Regions from separate parts of the Mus musculus genome. Here region 2 is linked to region 1. Evidence: chromatin contacts called from public HiChIP or PLAC-seq data. All regions are on one chromosome and are shown on one strand. Each heading gives the region's core, a stretch centred on a gene start, on an enhancer-like site or on the middle of the called end of the contact. The rest is flanking DNA. Distances are from core to core; before and after follow the strand shown. Region 1 overlaps Apbb2 (amyloid beta (A4) precursor protein-binding, family B, member 2). Region 2 overlaps Uchl1os (ubiquitin carboxy-terminal hydrolase L1, opposite strand).

The links. HiChIP or PLAC-seq counts read pairs in DNA pulled down with a chosen protein or histone mark.
Region 2: a contact with region 1 is called in an H3K4me3 HiChIP or PLAC-seq map of bone marrow-derived macrophages, with 3 times the contacts expected there. The contact joins two enhancer-like sites. A contact is called at or near these places in 1 of 15 datasets of contacts at CTCF or cohesin (the NIH/3T3 cell line), 3 of 115 datasets of contacts at active chromatin or transcription factors (bone marrow-derived dendritic cells, bone marrow-derived macrophages and pancreatic cancer cells) and 2 of 9 other capture datasets (adipose tissue and liver).

What each region holds. Positions count from the first base shown.
Region 1 is chr5:66,518,679-66,526,271 of GRCm38.p6, forward strand. All of the region lies in intron 2 of Apbb2 (amyloid beta (A4) precursor protein-binding, family B, member 2), which reads right to left. Gm52775 (a long non-coding RNA gene) reads left to right here. Exons shown (of 4, transcript XR_003955743.1): 4 at 1-7,593. Among named protein-coding and RNA genes, the nearest start is that of Gm52775, 19 kb to the left of the region's middle. Within about 2 kb of position 5,638, at least 120 of the 459 cell types and tissues checked have an H3K27ac peak or open chromatin away from gene starts, as enhancers often do. A contact at or near this core is called in bone marrow-derived macrophages, where this site is marked.
Region 2 is chr5:66,640,777-66,647,911 of GRCm38.p6, forward strand. All of the region lies in intron 1 of Uchl1os (ubiquitin carboxy-terminal hydrolase L1, opposite strand), which reads right to left. Among named protein-coding and RNA genes, the nearest start is that of Apbb2, 26 kb to the left of the region's middle. Within about 2 kb of position 1,580, at least 17 of the 459 cell types and tissues checked have an H3K27ac peak or open chromatin away from gene starts, as enhancers often do. A contact at or near this core is called in bone marrow-derived macrophages, where this site is marked.

The DNA of each region.
Region 1 (7,593 bases), core at 4,388-6,887:
AGGAACTGGTAAGTTGCCCACGCTCCAGAAGATAAGCCTACGCTACACTCATTGCAAAGAGCCCTGGTTAAACGTGAATGGCCGTGGACAGAGACAGAGAGATGTGAGCGTAGACAGCGCACTGGAAGGGGAGAGGCATCAAGAGTTGCCTCACAAGGGACGGGGCGGATAAAGGAAGGCAGCTGGGAGAGACTAAAAAACACAGGCAAAACTGTCAAAGAATACACTTGAAAAATATTTTTTAAAGATATTGATTGTGTTTGGTGTTTTTTTGTTTTGTTTTGTTTTTACAAACTTACAGAGCATTTTTAAAGGGCGCTTACATAATTAATAATCAAGTCCTTGCTGTGGAAAGCATATAGCAGGCATTCCTTGCTTTGTTTTAAAACGAACATAAAACCTTTATATTTCAGACTTTTGTTTTTAAAAGTATTTTTCAAGGATTCCTCTGTTGAATTATTGGCTTCATGTTTAGTTTATGTTAAAAAAAAGAGTTGTAAAGCACATATTTTGATTATACTATTACATTTTTAAAAGAAATTTGAGTTCCAGAAATATCAGTCCATCCAAGGTCAAGGTTTTCCTCGGAGACGTTATCACAACAAATGCATGCTGATTGCTTTGGGAAATGATTCCAAAGTTTCCTAGCTTTCATATTTCAAAAGTTGCTGCCTAAAATACTGCCCATATGCACCTTTGATGACTAATGATCGAATACGCTCATCAACAAGCAAATCCACAGACTCCATCTTATCACGAGGGGTCAGAATAAAAGCTGGAAACTTTTATCGTTTAAAGAAGAGACACTGAAATACGCACCCATCTATCCGGGCCTGACACTGACTGAAAATACTAACCATTTCCATCCCGAGAGTCAGCATGTGTGATGCTCAAGAGTAAAACATCTTCTTGCTGCTACTGAATATAAAAAAGGGCAACCGAGTTTTAATCTGTCTGGAAAACAAGAAGTAAGTATTTCCTCGGGCTCTTTGGTGACATCCTGGGCAGAATTCCAGTGTGCTCTCAATTGGTCTCTGGCAAGAGCCCATTCTCCCTTAAGCATCCTTCTGCTACCTCTGGTGCACAGTCCCAAGCCTCTGCTCTGCATGGCCTTCTTCATCTTTTCCTACCATTGACTCCCAAAGCCACAACGGAAATGATCTACCAGCGAGTGATGGAGAGGACCTAAACAAATGATTAATGACCTTGGACCAGCTGACATAAATCTATTTAAAAAAAAAAAAAAAAAAGTCCAGCCACCCTGATCTTGATTTAAGCATTTAGCTCTCTAGGGAATTAAAAACAAAAAAATAGCTGGGTCTAAGTCAAGAATAAGAAAAGCACAACAGGGCTGCAGAGATGGTTCAGCCGTTAAAGGTTAGGCTCACAACCAAAAATATAAGAAAAGCACAATGTACGTCTAGAATAGCTCACTATACCAGCAAGAAGAAGGACGCTCCAACAGCGTGCAGATGTGACTAAATTACACTGGAGCTGGTTGGAAGGGGCACTTCCTGGCCAAATGCAGGACAGCTTGAACAATGTAAAAGAGTAATATTGGACCAGCAAGATGGCTCAAGAGGGAAAGGCACTGACACCCTGAGATTGAGTCCCAGAACCCCCATAAGGGTAGAAGGAGAAAAATGACTGCATAAAATTGTTATCTGTCCTACACACAGTCACAGACAGACACACACACACATAAACACACACACATACACATGGTACTGATGAATTATAATGCATCAACACACACCACACACACACACACACACAGACATACACACACACAATAAAATCCCCATCTTGTCACCAGCAACGCAGCATGTGATTAGGCAGCCAAGGATCATGAATAAATGCTAAAACTGTTAGAGAAAGACTACTCAGAACACAGTTCTCACAGTCCAAAGAACCACTCCACAAGGTTGCCTATCTCTTTCCCAGGGGAAATGTGTCCCTACGATGGAGACCTCTGGAAGATCACCTCATCCAAGTGAGGCTTGGCATAATCAATCAGAAGATCAACGCTGTACCAATGTGTTTATTTACCTGAAATCTTAAGGTAACAGTGAAACAATAAGACTGTGACTCCTTCTATCAGATGAATGTACTTCCTCATGCTGCGACCCTTTAATACAATTCCTCATGCTATAGTGACCCCTAACCATAGAATTAATTCATTGCTACTTCATAACTGTAATTTTGCTACTGTTACAGATCATAAAGTAAATATCTGTGTTTTCCAATGGTCTTAGGTGACCACTAATGGTCAGGTGAAAGGGCCACCTGACCCCCAAAGGGGTCACAGACAATAAAAACTAAACAAACTTAGGGTGACTACTCTAGATTAAAGGAAACTAAAGAGACAACATGCAATGAAGGCTCGTGGCTGTGTCCTGATATGGATAAGGTGTTAGAAGCCTTAATGAGATAATTAGAGAGATTTTAATAGGTGTTCAAGTATTATCTATTAGTAGTGATGAGGTATTATGGGTCACTTGGGAGAATAGCTTCCTGCATGGGTGATATAGATCAAAGTTTTGAAGGCTAGAGGGCCATGACCTCTACAACTAATTCAGTCCTTCAGAATCCGTCTCTGACATTTTGAATATATATGAGGAGAAAGAGATGTGAAAGAGATACTGACAGAGATACCAAAAAAATGAGAAGGAAATACAAAGTAAATTTGACAAAATATTAGCATACTATGTGGCAGGTTAGTTGCAACCTATAAAAGCCAGTAACCATGGTAACTGTACTGTATCCCCACACTGCATAAAGTAAGATTATAATGGAGGTCATGGATGAAAGGAAACTGACATAAACAGACGTGTGATGTCTCCTGTGTTAGAGCAATTACTCCTTTTTTAAAAAAAAAAAAATCTTAACTCTGTTCTGATGCAATAGTTGAACCCTGTGGAAGAAAAGAAATTCAAGGGAAAAAAAAAAAAACAGCAGATGAAAATCAGTCACAGAATACCTCAGTTTAACCTCAGTTTATCTCCACACATGATGAAGCGTCAGCAAGCCTTAAGATCTTAAAAATTCTTCATTCTTGTAAATGAGCTAAATACCTAATAAAAAATTAAAAAAAAAATTCTTCATTCTGTACTCTTTTTGTGGTGAATCCTGTATATACATGGACACTTGCAATAAACCTTCTAAAGAGTCCTATCCTATAGGGATTGGACACACCTAGCCATGGAAGGCAGGCAACTTCACTCTGTGCCCACCCTTGAATGAGCATGGAATAAGGGTGAGCACCCACAAAACACCTGGTGTAAGCAAACATGTACCCCAGTTCCACAGCTTCGAGTAGTTATTTAGAACCCAGCATACCTGAAACAGAATTTATCCCACCAGACAAGATGCCTGTTTTCCTCGATCCCTAGCCAATCTGACCTCAAAACTGCAGCATCTCCCTCCATTCTCTTCCCAGTGATTCATCTCGTCCACCTCCTCTGCACATAGGCTATTCAGCATCAAACATCCCAGATCATTTTCTTCAGTATCTTCCCATCTTTGGAACCTCTGGAAGGCCTTTGCCACACAGCAGTGACTGCACACTCCCCAAAAACCTAAATGTGTTTGTTATGCTGCCCCACTTTAAAAAGAAAAGCACCATAATTTTGTAAAATAAAGTTTGTTATCATTTTCTACCTATCCCAGAAGAGAGAGGATCAGTCAGTAACTTGGAAATAAGCTTGTTCAAGGACACTGAATTATGGGGCTGGTATTCAGCCCATGATCTTCTGCTTACATCCTCTCACCGACACGTGTTGTATTGTTTATACTTTATTACAGTCTTGTGTCCTTACACTCAGCACAAGGTCTTCCAGAAGGAAAAAGGCAGGGGATGCATCCGACCCATCTCCGTGCTCTCTCAGAACCTAGCGGCAGTAATAACTCAGGCGCATTGATTTCTGCTTTGAGGTGTCACCCAGAGACCATCTTTCTTTCTGCTCTTCATCCTCGCTCAGCCAATAGTCTCCTTCCTCTTTGCTCTTCACACATTTCTACTGCAGTATATGTTGAGTGGCTGGCCCTGGCTGTGGGGCACGTAGTAGGCACTTTAAAATGTTTATGAATGAAATGACTGCCTGTGAGACAGCCAAGTTTCTCTCTAAAGCAACTTGTTTGTTTGTTTTAATGACTTTACTTTTATCTTCGTCACATACTGAAGGCTATCTCAAGAAACAGTGACAGAGAACATAAAGACCTGAGCACCGAATTTGGCTGTCGGGGTCTCTATTCATCTGCTTCCCTAGGTGATGAATTCTAGAGCGGCACCCCCAAATTTTAGTGACATGTAAACACAATGCAGTCAAGTTAGGATTCAGAGTGTCTGTGTTAGAATCCAAGACTGCATTTCTTTTTGTTTGGTTGGGTTTTTTTTTGTTTGTTTGTTTGTTTATTTTGTTCTGCTTAAAAAAAAAAAAAAAAAGACTGCATTTCTAACAACCTCCCAAGACGCGCTAATGCTATTGAGCATGACCTGGAGTCTAAGAAGGCAGCACACAGATTAAAAAATGTTAATGTCATTGTCTCTGGATTCCTTCTCCTGCTCTTCTAGAATTTTCAAGTAACTCTGTGATGACTTGTGCTACCGGAAATAAAATATTTAAACGCTAAACATACACATGCCAGAGCAAAAGTTGTATGTTTGGACATTTCCATTCAGCAAGGCAACCTCTTTATTTAAGGATGTTAAAAAGACTAAAGAGACAATATTGATATATTTAGTAATTCCCCTCTCTTCTCATTTGAACAGGGAAAGTAAAAGAAAACAGTAATTACCCTCAACATACAGAGTTACGGTGTACAAGCATTGCTTTTCTTGGGTTCCCTGGGAAGAGAGAGATAACAGGAGAATCCACTCAGTTGGAATACAATAAGGAAAGACAATGGAAATTAAGGACAGAAAAGAAAGCAGCCAGGTGCTATGCTGAGCCTCTTCCAAGTGAGTCAACAGAACCCCACGGCAGTAGAAACAAAGCGTTCTTCTCACAGTGAGCTGAGTTCTGCAACAAGACTCCATGGGGTAAATTAAGGAAGAGTTCGCTGCACATCTGCACAGAAGAAAGAGGGAAATGTTCCTAAGAGTGCCACTCCTCTCTGTAGTGCGACCAAAGCATTTCATAGGGAACCATGCCAAAGTGTGCAGCCCTCTCCTGGGGTCCCAGCGGGAGCTTCTTACAGTCTGTGGGTTGTAGCCCAGGCAGCCCCAGCGGGTAGGCATCCCCCGACAGCTACTCCAGACACTTTCAGATTTCAGGTGTCTATGGTCCAGCAAGAGCTAGAGCGGGAAGAAGCCCTAGCGGCTCACAGTATACCAGGGACTCTTCGAGTTAAAAGCAAAGCACCCTAGTCAGCTCTTAACTCTCTTCTCACTTCCAGGTAAGGCTACCACGCAGGCTTTGTGTATTCAAACTAGGATTCCACCCACAGTCCTCTCTTTACTTTATTTTTTTTTATTTTTATTTTATTTTAATTTTTTTTTTTTTTTTTGGCCTTAAAGGAAAATTGTGAAACTCGCTGTGAAACTCCACCCTAAGGATTAAAACCAAGACTTATATAAGGCTTGCAAATGCAGCGGAGCCACAAATCATGTCTGTGGTGTCTACTCAGTGCTATTCAGGATGTGGTTTCCTATCTGGGAAGCTGAGACCCAGGGGACGTGGGCTCAACAGAAAACAATGCGTCACTGTACACCGAATTCTGAGTCTGGCTTCTTATCTAAAATAAGGAAGCATTTGTCGAGCTGGGCAAATGTGATCACTTGAGATTTCAAAACCAGCTTCAGGCATCACCCCGAGAGGGGGAAAGTCAGGATTCATTTGGACTTTACCCATTTATTTTATTGAAATGTGCATTGTTTTTTGTTTGTTTGTTTGTTTGGTTGGTTGGTTGGTTTTTGTTTTTTTTTTTTTTTTAAATCACACTACAATAGAGAGGGGTGGTGCGAGGGACTGCCACAACCTCCCTATGCTCCGGAGCCTCAGGCCTTCCTTGCTATCTCACTTGCAAGCTAAACAGACGTCAGTGCTGATGAGAAAGCACAATGAGACACACGGTCCTCTGCCCAGATTCTAATTTAAAATTATTTCAAGATATTAAAAGAGATTATATTTGGCGACTCTCACTATGAACAAATACTAAGTAGCATTTAGGAGCCAGCATTAATGTTGTTGGGAATGATAATGGTACTGTTTCTAAATAATGCTGTTTCTTTATTTTGGATGTTGTAGATGTATAATTTGCTTCAAAACAGCTTGTCAAAACTATAATGATGTGTGTGTGTATACATATATATATATTTATATTTATATATTTGTATTTAGCTCAGGAAAATAGGGAAGAATACTAATAACGATGGAAATAAGATGGGGGTTATCCAGGGAAACTTCCTTGCTTTTCCTATGTTGCTGTGTGTCAAGCAAGAGTTGTTTCATGTGAGGAGAGAAAGCAGGAAGTGAAACAGGGCAGATCTGACTTGCAGTCAAACCTAGAGACATGTGAACAGAGCAGGGACTTGCTGTCAGTCCACAAATTCACAACACATGTGCCACAGTACTGTAAGATGTTAATAACAGGGGGACCGAGGCAGAGAACTACACGGGAACTCTCTGCGCTGCCTCCCTCCTTTCTGTAAACCTAAAAGTCCATTTCTAAAAGACTAAAAAGAAGGAATACAGATCTGCTTGTGGGTTGGCTTTGTTTTTGGAAACAGGGGTCTCACACAGCTAAAAGCAAATAGGGAAGAATGGAAACAATGCAGAGAGGACGACTGGCTGGGAAATTGCCGCCATTCTTCTTTGTATGTCATGCAACATCTGTTCCATGTGATGGCAGAAGAAGGTTCAGGCCAGCCTTCAACTCCTGATCCTTTTGCCTGGGACTCTGAGGTGATGGGGCTAGAGACAAGTTCCACCACACCCGTGGGGTCAATATTCTTGCTGTTGTCATAAATTACCTCTTAAGACTTATTACATAACAGCCAGTCATTTTAGCAAATGGTTTGAATAAGAACACAGGAATGGGGGGTGTATCTGGGGAGCACACTTCTCCTAGGCTCTTCGGTGGAATGTATGATGTGGAGTTTCCAAACTTACTCTTCCCTACCTTGCTAACCCTCCCCTCACAGAACCTTCAGACACTTCAGGCTTCAAGCCCTCCAGTGATTTCACTAGGATCCTGGTCTCCTCCTCTACATCAAGTGGCAGAGAGACTATAGGAACTCTAACAGCAAAATGAACAGACCACCCCAAGTCCCCAGGTCTGTGATCTCAAGCCTAGAACTTCAAGAATCTAAATGTTAATATATCCCAGAAACTGCCATGCTCCGGGGAGGCTTGAGGCCGGCTCCAATGCAGCACATGCATGTGTGTACTGCAAACTCAGTCAAAAGCTCAAGGCTGTGGAATTCACAGGCCAGTGCAGGAGCTACTGCTGTTGTTTTCCTAGATGGATGTGATGTGCTGATCACATGACCTTCTAAATAATTTTTGTGCCCATAGGTCAGTGCTCCTGTCAGCTGTCATCAAAGGAGGTCATCAAAGGCGCTGTCATCAAATCAAAACTAGGATATCAGTA
Region 2 (7,135 bases), core at 330-2,829, 120 kb after region 1:
CAGGAGCATGTGCATACACACACTCATGAACACACAACATATCCCACATCACACACACACACACACACACACACACACACACACATGAACACACACATGCACACACACACACACATACATCCCACATCACACATGCAGACACACACATCCCACATGCATACACACCCCACATCACACATGCACTCACAAACACACACACACATACACATTTGCACACACAGGCACACATCCCACATCACACATGCACTCACAAACAGGAACACACATGGAACTTGTTTTTCAATACATTAACAATCATTAGCCCTCTGACCACACTTTGCAGGTACTTAATAGGTTTATAAGGCAAAACACATATGCTTGCTCGTCTATCAAGGTATCTGATGGTGTCAACTCCATGTCAACTCCATGACATTCCTAATTGCCATGGACACAAGATGTGGGCATGTCATGGATTACCTAGCTTAGGTGCATTGAGTTGGGAAAACCCATTCTAAAATGCAGGCTGCACCATTCCATGGATTAGGGTCCTGGGCTGAGTTAAAAAGAGAAAGCAAGCTGAGCTCTAGCACTCGTTAGTCTTTGTTTCCTAACCATGGATGCAGGGTAACCCAGCTGCCTCCTGTTCCCGTCACTGTCTATTTCTTACCATTATGGACTGTGTATACCTCCCAACTGTAAGCCAAAATAAAACCTTTCTCCATAAAGTAACTTCTTACTGGAAACTTGCTCACAGTAACAAGAAAAACAACTCTGACTGCTTAGAAGAGTGAGCCCCAAATCAAATGCCTTGGTCATGTTGTCTTACTAAAGCAATAGAAAAGCAATGGAGACAGCAACTGAAAGAGCTTGGTATATATACTGATCAGAAATTGATCTGTAACCACATAGCCATTTTCCAGAGTCACAGACCAGATATTTTTTGCTGCCATTTCATGTATTACTCTGATGGGTTAGGCCAACTAGAGCATTAAGCAGGGCTAATGAGGGAGATGATGGGGAGTCAGTGAGAGTTCCTTGGGAGGACTAAATGGAGAGATGGCTCCGTGAGTAAGGGTGCACACTGTTTACTGTTTCTGCAGAGGAACCAGGCTCAGTACTCAGCACCCACATTGAGTAGCTCACAACTGCCTAACTCAAGTTTCAGGTGCTCTGAGGCCCTCTGCTGGCCCCCACAAGCACCTGCATCCATGTGCAATAGTTCCACACAAACACATACATACATATAATTTTAAACAAAAATAAATTTAAAAAAAGAAGATAGAACAACATAGAAACAAATAGAAATAGAAAAAGAAAGAAAGGGAGGAAAAGAAAATGGAGAGAGGAAACTAGAGACACGGGGATGGGAGAGGAAGACAAACTCAACCAGCCAAATGGTCCTTTCCTAAAGAAGTAAGAAATTTGATGGAAATCAAACACAGTTTCTAAAGAAATCGACTTCTCTGTTTGAAGATTAAAAAAACCTCCCACACTGGATTTTCTGTCTGAGACCATCCACCGAGAGGTCAAGGTAGTGGCCAGGACTTCTGAAAACACAGTCTCAGCCAAATCTAAAATGAGTCATATGCTCTTACCAGGAGCCACATCAATAATAAGTGATGACTCGCACAGTGGGGTTTGCCCTTCTTTGGCCACTCACTGGTGAAGTAACTCTGAACAATTCATTTAGACCTCTTGGATCTTGCTTTTAACATACTCAGTAACAGGCAAGAATCATTTGGGATCTCAGGCCCACTTCTATGGCTAAAAGGATTTTAGGAAGTTACGTAACTCCTGTAAACCTATTTTTTTTCCAGCCACACAATGTGAATAAGACATCAAAGAATTGTCTGGAAGAAGACGAGAAGGTACAGGTTGTCCAGCCCTGGTTATATAAAACTTTAGAACACAGGAACCACATCTACAGATGCAGGCCCTGGATCTGGAAAGGGAGGAGAGGTGGAAGGAAAGGGTTATGGGGGCGGGAGGAAGAAATGAGTGAAGTGGTAAGGATGTGGGAATAAAGATGTGGTCCTGGTGTGGTGAGGGGTCACACACCTACAGCTCTCAAAACTTTGCCAACTGTCCAGTGTTTACTGATCACTTAACTGCATATCAATTATACCTTTAAAAACAGCTCTGTTACTTTTAAAATTATGTGTATCTGTGTGCATCTGTGGGTGCCCTAATTGCTCTCTTATTGCTGTGAAGAGGCACCATGACCAAGGTAACTTACAAAGGAAAGCACTTCATCAGGGCTTGCTTATCGTTTCAAACGGTGAATCCATGACCATGGTGGGGAGCATGGCAGTAGACACGGGGGCACAGCACTGGGGCAGTAACGAAAGCTTACGTCCTGATCCACAAGTTGAGGGCAGAGGGGTGGAGAGGGAGAGGGAGAGGGAGAGGGAGAGGGAGAGGGAGAGGGAGAGGGAGAGGGAGAGGGAGAGGGAGAGGGAGAGGGAGAGGGAGAGGGACAGGGAGAGGGAGAGGGAGAGGGAGAGGGAGAGAGAGAGGGAGAGAGAGAGGGACAGGGACAGGGAGAGGGACAGAGACAGAGACAGAGACAGAGACAGAGACAGAGAGAAAGATAGACAGACAGGGACAGAGACAGATAGACTAGTTTTACTGTGGGTTTTTGAAACCTCAAAGCCCAACTCCAGTGACATACTTCCTCTAACAAGGCCATACCTCCTAATGCTTCCTCAAACAGTTGCACTAAATAGCGACCAAGCACTCAAACACACGAGTCTAAGGAAAGCAAGCTCATTGAGACAACCCCAGTGGGTATATGCACATCTGTGTTCTGGTGCCCACAGAGTCCCAAAGAAAGACATTGATCTCCCGGAATTAGAGTTACAAGACCTTGTGAGCTGCTCCGTGTGGGTGCTAAAACCGAACTCTGGTCCTTCCCAAGAGCAGTATAACAATTCTAACTGCTAAACCATCTCTCTTGTAAAAGGACAGAATTTACAAAATATACAAAATAATTATACAAAATGTGCCACAAACAAGCCTCCAGAAACATAGATTCATTTCTTTCTCCTGCCCTATTTTAGTGAAGGACCACTTGAAATGTTTCTGTGTGCTGGAGAGATGGCTCAGTGGTTAAGAGCACTGATTGCTTTTCCAGAGGTCCTGAGTTCAAATATCAGCAACCACATGGTGGCCCACAACCATCTGTAATGAGATCAGATGTCCTCTTCTTCCCTTTTTTTTTTTTTTTCCTTCTCTGTGAAGCCCTGGCTGTCCTGGAGCTCACTCAATAGATGAGGCTGGCCTCGAACTCAGAAATCTGCCTGTCTCTGCTTCCCAAGTGCTAGGATTAAAGGCGTGTACCACCACTGCCTGGCCCGGATGTCCTCTTCTAGTGTGTCTGGAAAACAGCTACAGTATACTTACATATAATAAATAAATCTTTTTTTTTAAAGGATTCTGCCTGGGCGTGGTGGCACACACCTTTAATCCCAGCACTTGGAAGGCAGAAGCAGGCAGATTTCTGAGTTCCAGGCCAGCCTGGTCTACAGAGTGAGTTCCAGGATAGTCAGGGCTTCACAGAGAAACCTTGTCTCAGAAAAAAAAAATAATAAAAATAAAAAATAAAATAAAAAAGAATTTTTTAAAAAGGGGCTGGAGAGATGGCTCAGAGGTTAAGAGCACTGACTGTTCTTCCAGAGGTCCTGAGTTCAATTCCCAGCAACCACATGGTGGCTCACAACCATAAGATCTGATGCCCTCTTCTGTGTATCTGAAGATAACTACAGTGACTTATGTATAATAATAAATAAATCTTTAAAAAAGAGAAAACTGTTTCTGTGTAACATAACATAATATTATAAACATTAAAATCCCACAGCAGCATTATGGGACAATATGCAAATACTGCTGTGGTTTAATTAGACTATCACCTTTATCAGCCATATTTTATATTGTTAGAATCACATTATATACAGGAAACCCCATGGTTTATCATAAAAATGTGTATGTGGGGCTCTGGAGATAGCTCAGTGGATAAGAGTGTTTGCTATGCAAGCATGTGGATTTGAGTTCCAATCCCTTCCATCCAGGTAAAGAGCCAGGCGTGGTTGGTTGTATGCACCGGCTGGTTTTATGTCAACTTGACACAAGCTAGAGCCATCAGAGAGAAGGCAGCCTCAGCTGAGAAAATGCCTTCATACAATGTGCTGTACACACCATGTGGGGAATTTTCTTAATTAGTGATTGATGTGGGAGGGTCCAACTTATTGTGGGTGGGGCCACTCCTGGGCTGGTGGTCCTGGGTTCTATAAGCAAGCAAACTAAGCAAGCCAGTAAGCAGCTGTCTTTTGTGGCCTTTGCATCAGCTCCTGTCTCCAGGTTCCTGTCCTGCTTGAGTTCCTATCCTGACTTCTTTCAATGCCAAACGATGATGTAGAAGCTTAAGCCAAATAAACCCTGTCCTCTCCAAGCTGCTTTGGTCGTGGTGTTCCATCATAGGCACAGTAACGCTAACTAAGGCATTTCGTGTTCCTGTGACCCCAGCATTGCGGGTAGGGCAATAAAAGGCAGATCCTAGAAGCCCCTGGCCAGCCAGCCTAGCCGAAATGATAAACTACAGGGTCAATGAGAGAACCTGCCCAGAGGCAGCAAGATGGACATCAACAAAGGGAGACAACCATGTCCTCCTCTGGCCTCTGCACGACAAGTGTAGGGTGCATGCATGCACGTGTGTGCACACAGTGTCCATGTTATTTTTAATAGTTACCTCATGATGTCTCAGAGGTGGGAATTCTGGACATACCCTAAAAGTAGAAGTGCCAGGATTTACTGAGCCAGAGATGTGAGCGAAAGAGGATCTCAGAATGGCGGTGTGGCTTTTGGCCTGAGCTATCTGAAGTCTGGCGAGGATGACATTTTCTGAGAAGGGAAAGATGGGGAAAGGGCAGCTTTGAAGGAGGAGCTGAGGAATTCAGTCTGGAGGACAACCGTTAAATATCAAACTGGCGATGAGGAATAGGAGGTAGATGCTAGAACGGGGTGTGTGTTGTGGGGTCCAACTGGAGATACAGATTTTAGGACATGCATGAACACTCAGCACGAATGTTGTGGTGGTTTGAATAATTATAATCTCCATAGACTCATGTGTGTAAATGTTTGACCATAGGAAATGGCACTATTTGGAGGCATAGCCTTGTGGGAGGAAGTGTGTCACTATGAGGGTGGGCTCTGAGGTCTTCTATGCCCAAGTTCCACCCAGTGTGGAGTCCAGTTTCCTTCTGCCTGCTGATCAAGATGTAGAACTCCTCCAGTACCACATCTGCCTGTGCACTGCCATATTTCCTGCCGTGACAGAAATGGGTTGAACTTCAGAAACTGTAAAGGTTTTCCTTTATAAGAGTTGCCTTGGTCATGGTGTCTGTTCATAGTGATGGAAACCCTAACTAAGATAAATGTGGTATTTAAAACCATGAGCTGCATGGGGTCAAGGACACACAAATGAAGACATAGCAGAAGAGGTTTCACCACTCAGCAAGAGGAGGGCGAAAGCGATACTCTTGAAATAAGGAGTGCCACCAAAGGGTGACAGCAAACAGAAGACCCTAACAAGTCACACAAGTGGCCAATACATATGGCAATCTATCCTTGACAGCATTAGCCGTGACAGAAACACACATCAAAACTATGACAAGATAGGACTTCACACCCCTCAGGATGGCTAGACACAATAGAAAAGAAAGATCCTGCACCCTGCTCATACATGTGAAATGGTGTGGCCTTTGGGAGAGAGTTTGATAGTTCCTTATAGGAAACAGAGAGAACAGAGAGTCTTCATATGAAGCAGCAATTCAATGCCCAGGGATAGCCAGGTGCACAGCCACAAGGCGTGAAAGTAAGTGTCAATCCAAAACTTGTATATCGGGGTAAACAGAGAGATTATGCATGGTAGCTACAAGTCAAGAAAAGAGCAAATGTCCACTTTTCAGAGAGAGAGGGAGAGAAAGACAGAGAGAGGCAAAGACAGAGAAGAGAATATACCACTTATACATGGTGGAGGGAGGGAGAAAAAAATCTGCAGAGACTAACTAAGGGGAAGTCTGGGTGCTGGAGTTACGAGATGAAGACTTCACAATCAGGTGCTTTATAAACCGTGGCAGAATGGCCGGGCACCTTTTCTAAGGCAGGCAAGCATGCATGAGAGTAAAGGGACAGATTAGGAAGTGGGGCAAATAGCTTTTGGGGTTGAAACATGTGGCTCACGCAGTGTGGTGCCAGAGCTGGTTTTCTGCCCCCTCCAGGGTTAGCAGTTGTTTGCTTAGTGACTTTTCTGGCTAATTCGTTGTTTTCTTTGTTCATGACTCTCAAGTCCTCACTCGATTAGCTTAGTGACCAACAAATACTTAGATAAAGATTTTCTGAGTTACCAAGAACCAACTAGTCTCCTAGCCTTGAAGTATATTTTGAGGTTGAGTAGAAACACTTCTCCTACCCCCACCCCCAGCCTCTGTCTCCATACATAGCTCAAACAGTTCACAGCCTTGACATTCTCCTGCCTGAGGCTTTCAAGTGCTGGGATTACAGGTTTATATCAGCAATAATAACCTGTCCTGATTTCCTACTTATATAGAAGCTCGAGATCAGCTAGAGTCGAAAGCTTAGAGATGTTTTCTATTTTCCTGAGCATGCGTGCAGCTACACACATACGTTGAGACGGTTTGAATGCTGCTTTGGACACACCTCATTGCTCAGTTTTTTTCTTTTTCCTCTCCCCTCTACCCCTCCTCTCTTCTCCCTTTAGAGTTTTATTCACGTTGTCTTTCTTCCCTTGAGACAAACTCTCTATGAAACCCACTGTGGTGGTTTGAATGAGAAATGCTCGCCACAGTCTCAGGCATTTGAGCACTTGGTCCCTTATCGGTGCTATTTTGGGAGGCCTCGTTGGAGTAGCCTTGCTGGAGGAAAGGCTGAGGCCGGCCTTTGAAAGTCAAAGTCTCATGCCACGTCTAGTTAATGCTCTCTGCTTTGTGTTTTTGGTTGCGGTGTCACAAGCTCAGTTTCCTGCTCCTGCCACTATGCTGGCTGATAACAACCTTGGCTTGCTTCCATGATGGACTCTTATCTCTCTGGAACTATAAGGTGAAATAAACTCTCCCATAAGTCATTTTTGGTGAAGATGTTT